Regions from separate parts of the Mus musculus genome. Here regions 1 and 2 are each linked to region 3. A link is a contact called in public HiChIP or PLAC-seq data. All regions are on one chromosome and are shown on one strand. Each heading gives the region's core, a stretch centred on a gene start, on an enhancer-like site or on the middle of the called end of the contact. The rest is flanking DNA. Distances are from core to core; before and after follow the strand shown.

The links. HiChIP or PLAC-seq counts read pairs in DNA pulled down with a chosen protein or histone mark.
Region 1: a contact with region 3 is called in an HNF4G HiChIP or PLAC-seq map of pancreatic cancer cells. The contact joins two enhancer-like sites. A contact is called at or near these places in 1 of 39 promoter capture datasets (liver), 1 of 484 Hi-C or Micro-C datasets (uterus) and 1 of 115 datasets of contacts at active chromatin or transcription factors (pancreatic cancer cells).
Region 2: a contact with region 3 is called in an HNF4G HiChIP or PLAC-seq map of pancreatic cancer cells. The contact joins two enhancer-like sites.

The regions. Positions count from the first base shown.
Region 1 is chr19:44,313,407-44,316,106 of GRCm38.p6, reverse strand. No RefSeq gene overlaps it. Among named protein-coding and RNA genes, the nearest start is that of Mir5114, 12 kb to the right of the region's middle. Within about 2 kb of position 1,411, at least 328 of the 459 cell types and tissues checked have an H3K27ac peak or open chromatin away from gene starts, as enhancers often do. A contact at or near this core is called in liver, pancreatic cancer cells and uterus, where this site is marked.
Region 2 is chr19:44,376,849-44,379,548 of GRCm38.p6, reverse strand. No RefSeq gene overlaps it. Among named protein-coding and RNA genes, the nearest start is that of Scd1, 30 kb to the left of the region's middle. Within about 2 kb of position 1,383, at least 65 of the 459 cell types and tissues checked have an H3K27ac peak or open chromatin away from gene starts, as enhancers often do. A contact at or near this core is called in pancreatic cancer cells, where this site is marked.
Region 3 is chr19:44,749,493-44,752,192 of GRCm38.p6, reverse strand. It overlaps a transcript of Pax2 not described here. Among named protein-coding and RNA genes, the nearest start is that of Pax2, 6.1 kb to the left of the region's middle. RefSeq lists a cis regulatory region at 1-117 and a promoter at 1-2,700. Within about 2 kb of position 1,257, at least 69 of the 459 cell types and tissues checked have an H3K27ac peak or open chromatin away from gene starts, as enhancers often do. A contact at or near this core is called in liver, pancreatic cancer cells and uterus, where this site is marked.

The sequences.
Region 1 (2,700 bases), core at 162-2,661, 440 kb after region 3:
TTTTAACCATCTTCAGTTCCATGATCATTGGCAATACATTAGCAGGCATTGAAGAAATAAATAAACTCCTAGTCATAGAGGACTCACAAAATCAAGCCAAAAGGACATAAACGATTAAAATGGATTCATAACAATCAACAAGACGGCTCTTACTCCTCACTCCTCTCTCTTTTTGTCTTCTCCTCTCCTCTCTCTCCCTCTTTATTCTCTAGCCTTTCTTCTCTCTCTTTTCTACCTTCTCTCTTTCCCCCTGTCTTTCTATAATAAAGCTCTAAAATCATTTTTTTAAAAAGTCAACAAGACTGAGACAGTAACCAAAAGTTTCCCCAAAAGTCAAAATGTAGCACCAGACTGACTCGTTGCCGAGTTTTATCAAATCTTTAAGGAAGAGGTAATAACCAAGCTCCTTAAACTGTTTCATATGGTATACAGAACACTACCAAGTTCACCCTGCCAAGTCTGCATTACCTTGATATAAAAACTGGTTCAGAGCACACACATTTTTAAAAAAGAAAATTGTCAGCCGTTTTTTCCCCTGATGAACATGGAGACAGAAAAAAAAAATTCTCAATGCAATTCTTGCAAGCCACATTTAAGGGCACGTTAAGATTATGTGTGGTGATTACTGCCTTTAATCCCAGCAAACTTTGTACAACTCCCACTCCCGTGTTAAATACTAACTTCCCGCTCCCAGTCCAAGCCTGCTTTGTTTCAAGCTTCTTATTTTAAGTTGGTGCAGAGGCTGCCCCTGCAGAGCGACTCGAGCTAAAAGCCTGTCATGGGTGCCCCTCCCACCCTGCATCCACTTCACCATTCCAGCATCTGAATGTCTACTCTGCTCCAAAAATACTTTTCAGATGTGTCCTTCCTTTTCCTTCCCCATGCCCCCATCGGAGTCTTTTCAAAGCCTGGAATAAGGCTTCCAGCCCCTGTGGTCCCCTCTGCTATCACAGTAAGTTTCTTAAATATCGAGATTTCCAGACTCTCACCGCCTCCCCTGCATTTTCTCCTCCCACTGCCCACTCCACGCCCCTTCATGCCTGCTGACATCAGCCTGGAAAGTTCCTGATCACATTAATGCTGTGCTTTTCGGAGTGCTCTCCTCTACACCATGACCCAATCTGAGGTCTGTTTTGCTAAGTCCTAGCTCTGCCTCCTCCTCCATAAGCGTTTGCACTACGTAGATGGAAAAAAACAAAACAAAAAAACAAAAAAAAACGTGCGCTGCTTTGCCAGCACACACCCCCACCCCCTTCCTTGGCGAAAGCTGGCGACCAGAGCCCACATTCAAGGTCCGGGGAGCGGAGGCGGGGGGGGGGGGGGGGGTTGTGAGGTCAGGGACTGGGCTAGCCTCCATCTGTGACTGCAAGGTACACCGGCTAGCTTCAGGAGCAGCGCATCCTGATTGGAGCGATGCGTGCAGAGCCCGGTGAGGCCGCTGATTGGCTGCGAGGGGTCAGGCGCTTTGGGCCTGGTGAACGCGAGTGAATCTGGGGCCAATGCTAACCCAGAGTAACCCCGGGAGGGGCCCGCACGCCTGACCCTTGCTTTTCCTCACCCTAGCTGGACCTCTCCCGGGCAGGCACTGGCAGAGGGCCAGGACTGGAGGAAGAGCGTTGCATGTTGCTTCTATTTCAGGCACTCAGCTTAACCTGAGTTGGAGTTTGGTAGGGCTCCATGTACGGTCACCAGGACAGTAATTTATGATGTCACAGGGCTGTGTATGTGTGTTTGGCCGCAGTGGGGTGGGAGGTGCGTTAGTGATCCAGGGAGGTAGCCACACTGCCTGCTCCTGGAAATGGCGAGGTTGGAGGCACGGTTTGAGGCTTTGGCTAAAGCAATCTTGCTACTGGAAGCAGAGCTTCTACTTTACTCCATGGGGTCTGGCCTTCCCCGAAAGCAGAAAGAAAAAAGAAAAAAAAAAGGAGAAATGTTATGGTGAAGGGTGGGTGACACTGTCCATTACTGCTGTTGAAAACTGTTTACTCAAAAAAAAAAAAAGTTAAACAGAATTATTACAGAAGAAATCCCATTCCTGTGTACACAAATCGACAGAGAGCAAATGCTAGAATATACACACACAAATGTGCAGAGCATACTATTCATAGAAGCCGAAAGGGGGGGACAACTCAACTGCTCCCCATAAATACAATGGACTGTTAATCATAATGAGGAGTTAAAAACTGATTTGTGCCAGTGTGAAAATGTTAGGAATCGATCAAAGAAGATAAATCAAAGAAATGACTTAGACACAGATTTAAGCCAGTAGAAAGTCTATTAGCTGGCTGGTACTTACAGACTTGAGCCTTTCTCGGGGTGAGATGTTTGTTTTTAATTATTATTATTATTATTATTATTTTATTTATTTATTTATTTATTTTTTTGGTTTTTCGAGACAGGGTTTCTCTGTGTAGCCCTGGCTGTCCTGGAACTCACTCTGTAGACCAGGCTGGCCTCGAACTCAGAAATCTGCCTGCCTCTGCCTCCCAAGTGCTGGGATTAAAGGCGTGCGCCACTACGCCCGGCTTATGGCATTTTTTTTGTATTTTTTTTTTTTAATATGAGTACACTGTAGCTGTCTTCAGACACACCAGAAGAGGGCATCGGATCCCATTACAGATGACTGTGAGCCACCATGTGGTTGCTGGGAATTGAACTTAGAACCTTGGGCAAAGCGGTCAATGCTCTGAACTGCTGTTC
Region 2 (2,700 bases), core at 134-2,633, 370 kb after region 3:
GCCAGGGACACGTAGGGGCAGAGAGAGAGAGAGAGAGAGAGAGCAAGAGAGAGAGAGCAAGAAAACAAGTAAGCTGGGGTAGCCAAGCAGTCCCTCTTATACACTTGGCAGCTCTATAATTTTGGGTAGCTGTTACTAGGTTCCTTGGAGTAGCCTAATGAATTGTCTGTAAGCTAACAAGAACCAAGACCTGAAAATTACCCAGTTATTCTTTGACCTCTACCCATGCATTGTTCACATTTGCCTGCATGCACATGTGTATGCAAACACACACACACACATACCCCCCCACACACACCCATACACACATACACCATATATAAATTAATTAAAAAGTCATTGAGAAGGGGAAATGCTTGTTCTTCATAGCTAGGGAATTTTCTGTGATTCATCCAGTGATGATCTTTTATTCCCTTCTGCTTTTGCCTCTCTCTCTCTCTCTCTCTCTCTCTCTCTCCCTCCCGAGAGAGTGCTAGAGAGACAGTTCAGCAGTTAAGAGCATTATTTTTTCCAACCCATGTAAGGAGCAGAGCCGTGGGTTCTGCCCCAGGGTTTTGTGGGATACACTCTTAACTCCAGGTCTACACAGAGCAGGCTTGTGACACCACCTGATGTCGTCATCTGTAAGGACAAGATCCGCCATGGAAACCTCTCTGGATTGGCTTTTGCATGTCCCGTATAATGCCCCCTTACCTCCAATGTTCAAGGTTAGCATGGGACAGACAAAAAGGTGCACCAGAGTCTCTGTCATCCCCTGGACACAGGTGTGCAGGCTGAGCTTGGAATCCACACCTGCTGCCAGGTGGGCACACAGAGCCCCTCAGGGTGATGCTCCTTCCCTGAGGAGGAGCCAGGCCAGCATTTGCATCCCTGCAAGGATGCTCTGACCTCCTCCCTGGGGAAGTTTCACTTGCATCCAGCATAGGGCCATCCTGTGGAGCAGGAAGCAGAGATTCTCATGGATCCCTGTGCTTAGCTGCTATAGTGTTTCTCTCTCCAGAGTTCACAGGGCGGCTCCTTTACAACTGTGCACTTAGTTTCCAGGAGAGCCAGAGGGACCCTGCAGGAGCTGCCTTTTCTCTCTCAGGATGAGGAGCAGAGTTGAAGGTGAGGCAGACACTTCCCTCAGCCCCTGACTGAGAGGGAGAAAGTGAAGCTGCTCAGGACACTGTGGAATGCCAAGGGTGAGGGCCCCTGCAGCTGGTGCAGGCTCTGAGACTCCCTGGGGACAGGGTGGGGGTGGGGTGGGGGTGGGGCAGAACTGCAGCTGGAGCTGCTGAGGGAGCCTCGCCCCAGCCCTTGCTCAGTTCCTGTGAGACCTGGGCTTCTGTCAGAGCTCTTTGTTCTCACTCCACTCTGCTCTCCTGCTGGCCCTGTCACCCCTGGCCCTGTCACCTTCCCTTGCTCTGTGTAACCACTGAAGTGTCCCTTCAAGATCTTAGCCTCAGGTGTCTAGAGTGTCTCTTTCTCATCAGCCTGGTATCACATGAATCGCTTAGAGTGTTGGTCAATCCTCTCTCTGTCTGTGAAGCTCACTGACACATCTTATAGGCATTGTGACCACACCCAACATAAGCCCAGGTTAAGATAATGTTTCCACTGTGACCCCAGCCAATGCCAGCTGGGTCAAAGGTCTTTCTTTTTTCTTTTTTTAAAAGCATCTCCGAAGACAACTTCAGACATTCTTCTACCATGCGAGCATGGGGTAGGAGCAGTTGTCAGGCTTGGTGGCAGGTGCTTTTGAGTCACCTCCCTAGCCCTGTGTCAGAATTTAACGTGGATGGACAGTTGGTCATCTTGTGTTCTCTGAGCATTGCTATTTCCACAAGAAAGACTCTGATTGATTATCCAACACCAAATGGCCAGCCCTGAAAACATATATATGAGTAACATACAGACTGTGCAGGCTCAATTTAGGAATTTATGTGCAATTACACATACATATACATAGTAACAATTCTTGGGGAGGAAAGGCCATGGATTTGAGGGGAGCAATGAAAGCCGTAGGGGAGGGTTCGGAGAGAGGAAGCAGAAAGAGAAAATTATGTAAGAATTTTATAATTGCTTCTAAAATTAAATTTTTTTTTTTTTTTTTTGCTTTTTCCAGACAGGATTATTCTATGTAGCCCTGACTGTTCTGGAACTCACTCTGTAGACCAGGCTGGCCCCAAAGATCCACCTTCCTCTGCCTTCCAAGTGCTGGGATTAAAGGCAAGTGCCACCACTGCCCGGCTTGAAATACTATTTTTAAAGTGCTGAAATTCGGGCTGTAGAGATAGCTCAGTGGTTAAGAGCACCGACTGTTCTTCCAGAGATTCTGAGTTCAATTCCCAGCAACCACATGGTGGCTCATAACCATCTGTGATGGGATCTGATGCCCTCTTCTGATGTGGCTGAAGACAGCTACACTGTACACATATATAGAAAATAAACAAATAAATCTTTTTTTTTCTTAAAGTACTAGTATTTGGGCCCAAGAGAAGGTAAAAGGTTCCTGCCTCAAACCCTGATGCCCTGAGTTTCTTCTGCGATGTGCCTCCCTCCCTAAACACACCCAAAATAAGGAAATAAAAATGAAAAAGAGAGAAAGAGAGAGAGAGAAATTCTAGACTCTTAGCTGGAAGGAACCTTTGTCTTATGACTGCCTCTCAGTCTTGCTACCCATGAGATCTGGTCCCAAAATTTCCTTTGTGTCTGAAG
Region 3 (2,700 bases), core at 8-2,507:
TTCATAAGAGGACCTAGCAACCTCTCCGGCCCTTCACAGCCCCTTTGAGGAGCAACGACAATACAAACCACTTGGCCACCAAAGGGGCCTCATACTGGCACGGGTCAGCCAGGTGGCGGCCTGTGGACCACTGAACTGGGAGGGGGGGTTAAAAAATAGTCAAAACATGGCCAACAGGCTCACACAGTAGGAGTGGAGAACTATGACCAAAGAGGAAAAGCTGGGGTGGGGGAGGAAGAATCAAGGAGACCCCCAGAATCAGGATGGATAATCTGACCCCTAGCTCAGACCTGAATAGTACTAGCGCCGAGCACTCATGAAAGAGTGCTAAAAGCAACCATTCACCCTACAGCCTACAGGAAGGAGAAGTCAGCCTGCATAGTCTCTTTACTTCTGTAGACCCCAGTTTACTCACCTGTAAAATGGGGATAATTACACTTGTCCACTATGGAGCCCACCAGTGGACACCTTGAAAGGCAGTTATTTCTATAGTAGAGGAAGGTGTAATAGTCCAGCTTTCTGAACACCTGACCCCACAAAGAGGGAAGGGAGGAACCCGAGCTTGCAGGCTGCCAGGCTGGGGGTGTTTTCCTTCCTACTCCTACCCCATAGATGTCCCTGGTTTCCCCACTGCTTCTCCTTCCTCTAATACTTCTTTCCACACTCCCGCCCCTTCCCTTTTGACTATACCACACCCATCCAGGTTTTTCTTCATCTCTTTTGCCACTCCTCCAATCCTACTTCTTTAACGCCCCCTCACCCCCACCCCAAGTCTACTATAACCGCTAGATCAGTTCAATTTCTCACCCACATCCCCAACCATCGGGTTAATTGGGACCGGAGGCTCGGTCCCCTATGGGCCACACCGTTTAAAAAAAAAAAAAAAAAAAAAAAAAAAAAAAAAAAAAAAAAAAAAAAACCTTTGGCAGAGGCTGGGGAAGGAAATCCCATTCTGTCCGGTTCCAAACAAAGAGAGTTGGTCCTCCCAGAACCTGCAGTCAACTTGCCAAAGACCGAGTAGAGATGAAACAGTGGGCAGAGCCTAAGAGGAGGCAGAGGGAGGGGAGAAGAGGTGAAAAACGAGGACTCAAAGTGGGTGCTGAGACCACCGAAAAGAGAACTGTCCCTTGAAGGCCTGCTGAGGCTGGCTGGGCAAAGCCGGTTTCCACCGGGCCATCTGCCCCCTCCTCCTCTGAGCCTGGGTGAGAGAGTCCAAGGGTGGCTGAGTGTTGGTGGGGAAGTAATGATTAACTTCCTCTTAGCCTGCTGGAGCCCGCGGCTCACCGGGCTGTGGTGGAGGGAGACTGTGCTGGCTGATCCGGGGTGTCCCCAGCGCCACCCGCCACCGCCACAGCTACTACAGGGACCGCAGAGGGAGGGGACAGGAGGTAGCAAGAGGTAGTTGAAAGGCAACTGAGTGCTGGATAACTCCAGATGAGGGGAAGCTAGGGGTAGCGGCTGAATAGACAGGGCCAACACTTCGGCAAGGGAAGGGGCTGTGTGCGAAGGAGGGCTCTTGGCCCTGCTGCGGCGAGGAATAGTTGGAGAGGGGCGGGAGCACCAGGGCAGAGTTTCCCCGGAGTTGCGAACAGACACCAAATCTACTGTCTCGGATCCAACCGCGCGCCGCCCTCCCTTCCTCCTCTCGCCGCAGCTGTGTGGATGTGAGGAGCAGGCGGAGCGCGCCTGAGCCGGGAGCCGGTAAGGCAGAGCGAAACCCGCCAGCGAGGCAAGGGAGGCCTTGTGGGCACGGCCACCGAGGCTGGGGAAGGGCTGCAAGGTGGCTGAAAACAAAGGACCGGAGAGGAGGGGAGAGAGGACCCAGGGGCAAGAAGGGCAGGCTGAGTTGGGGGCGGGGGAGGCCCTAGGAAAGGATTTGGGGGAGTGAGGCAGACCAAGGTTTGTACCAGCCTGCCTCTGCCACCAAGCCTTGCTTAGACTCCCTCCGGGGATCTGGCCCCACATTCTGTGACCTCGGGTCAGGATGGGGGCTCTAGTCCGGAGTTGAAGCAGCTGCCGGGGGTGGGGGTCTTGTAAGTATGTGAGCTTGGAGGTGACAGATTGGTGGAAAGAGATGGGGAGGGAAGGTCTCTGCTACGGGTTAGATTTCTGCTTTTGGTGCTGCAAGCCTCTGCCTTCTGCTCCCTGCAAACCAGAGCACCTATTCCCTCCAACTTTGCTGGAGCAGAAACATTCTTTTTTTTTTTAAGTTCCCTTCTTTGGTCAGAAAAGGGATGATTTGGTTTGAGAGTTTAAGGTCATCTGTGTCCAGGGTTGTCTCTTACATTTCTGCCACTGTCCCTAAAGAGAAAAAGCAGCCCAAAGTGAAGCTCAGAGAGAAGGGAGCTCAGACTCGGGAGTTCTCCTACCACGTCTAGGCTGGCAATGAGCTCTAGATAGACCCGTGGCTAACGAATAAATTGATGAAACTGATTAACGAAGGGAGGAAAAACCCTTTCAATGTCTAAATCAATTAGAAGAATTCCTAGTGTCTTTAGAGGCAGAGCATCTCTTGTGAGGTGTTTGGCTGAATGTGTTTGAGTGCTATAAGGGATTTTTTTTTTTTTTTTTTGAGCAGTGACGTTTAGGCAAACAGCTGTGTTCCACGCTGGGCTGAGGTAGAAGCCCCGGACTCATTTCCAGCGCCTCCCCCTCCCCACTCAGCCCTCAGCCCAGGCTGCTCTGAGGCCGGCCTAGGCT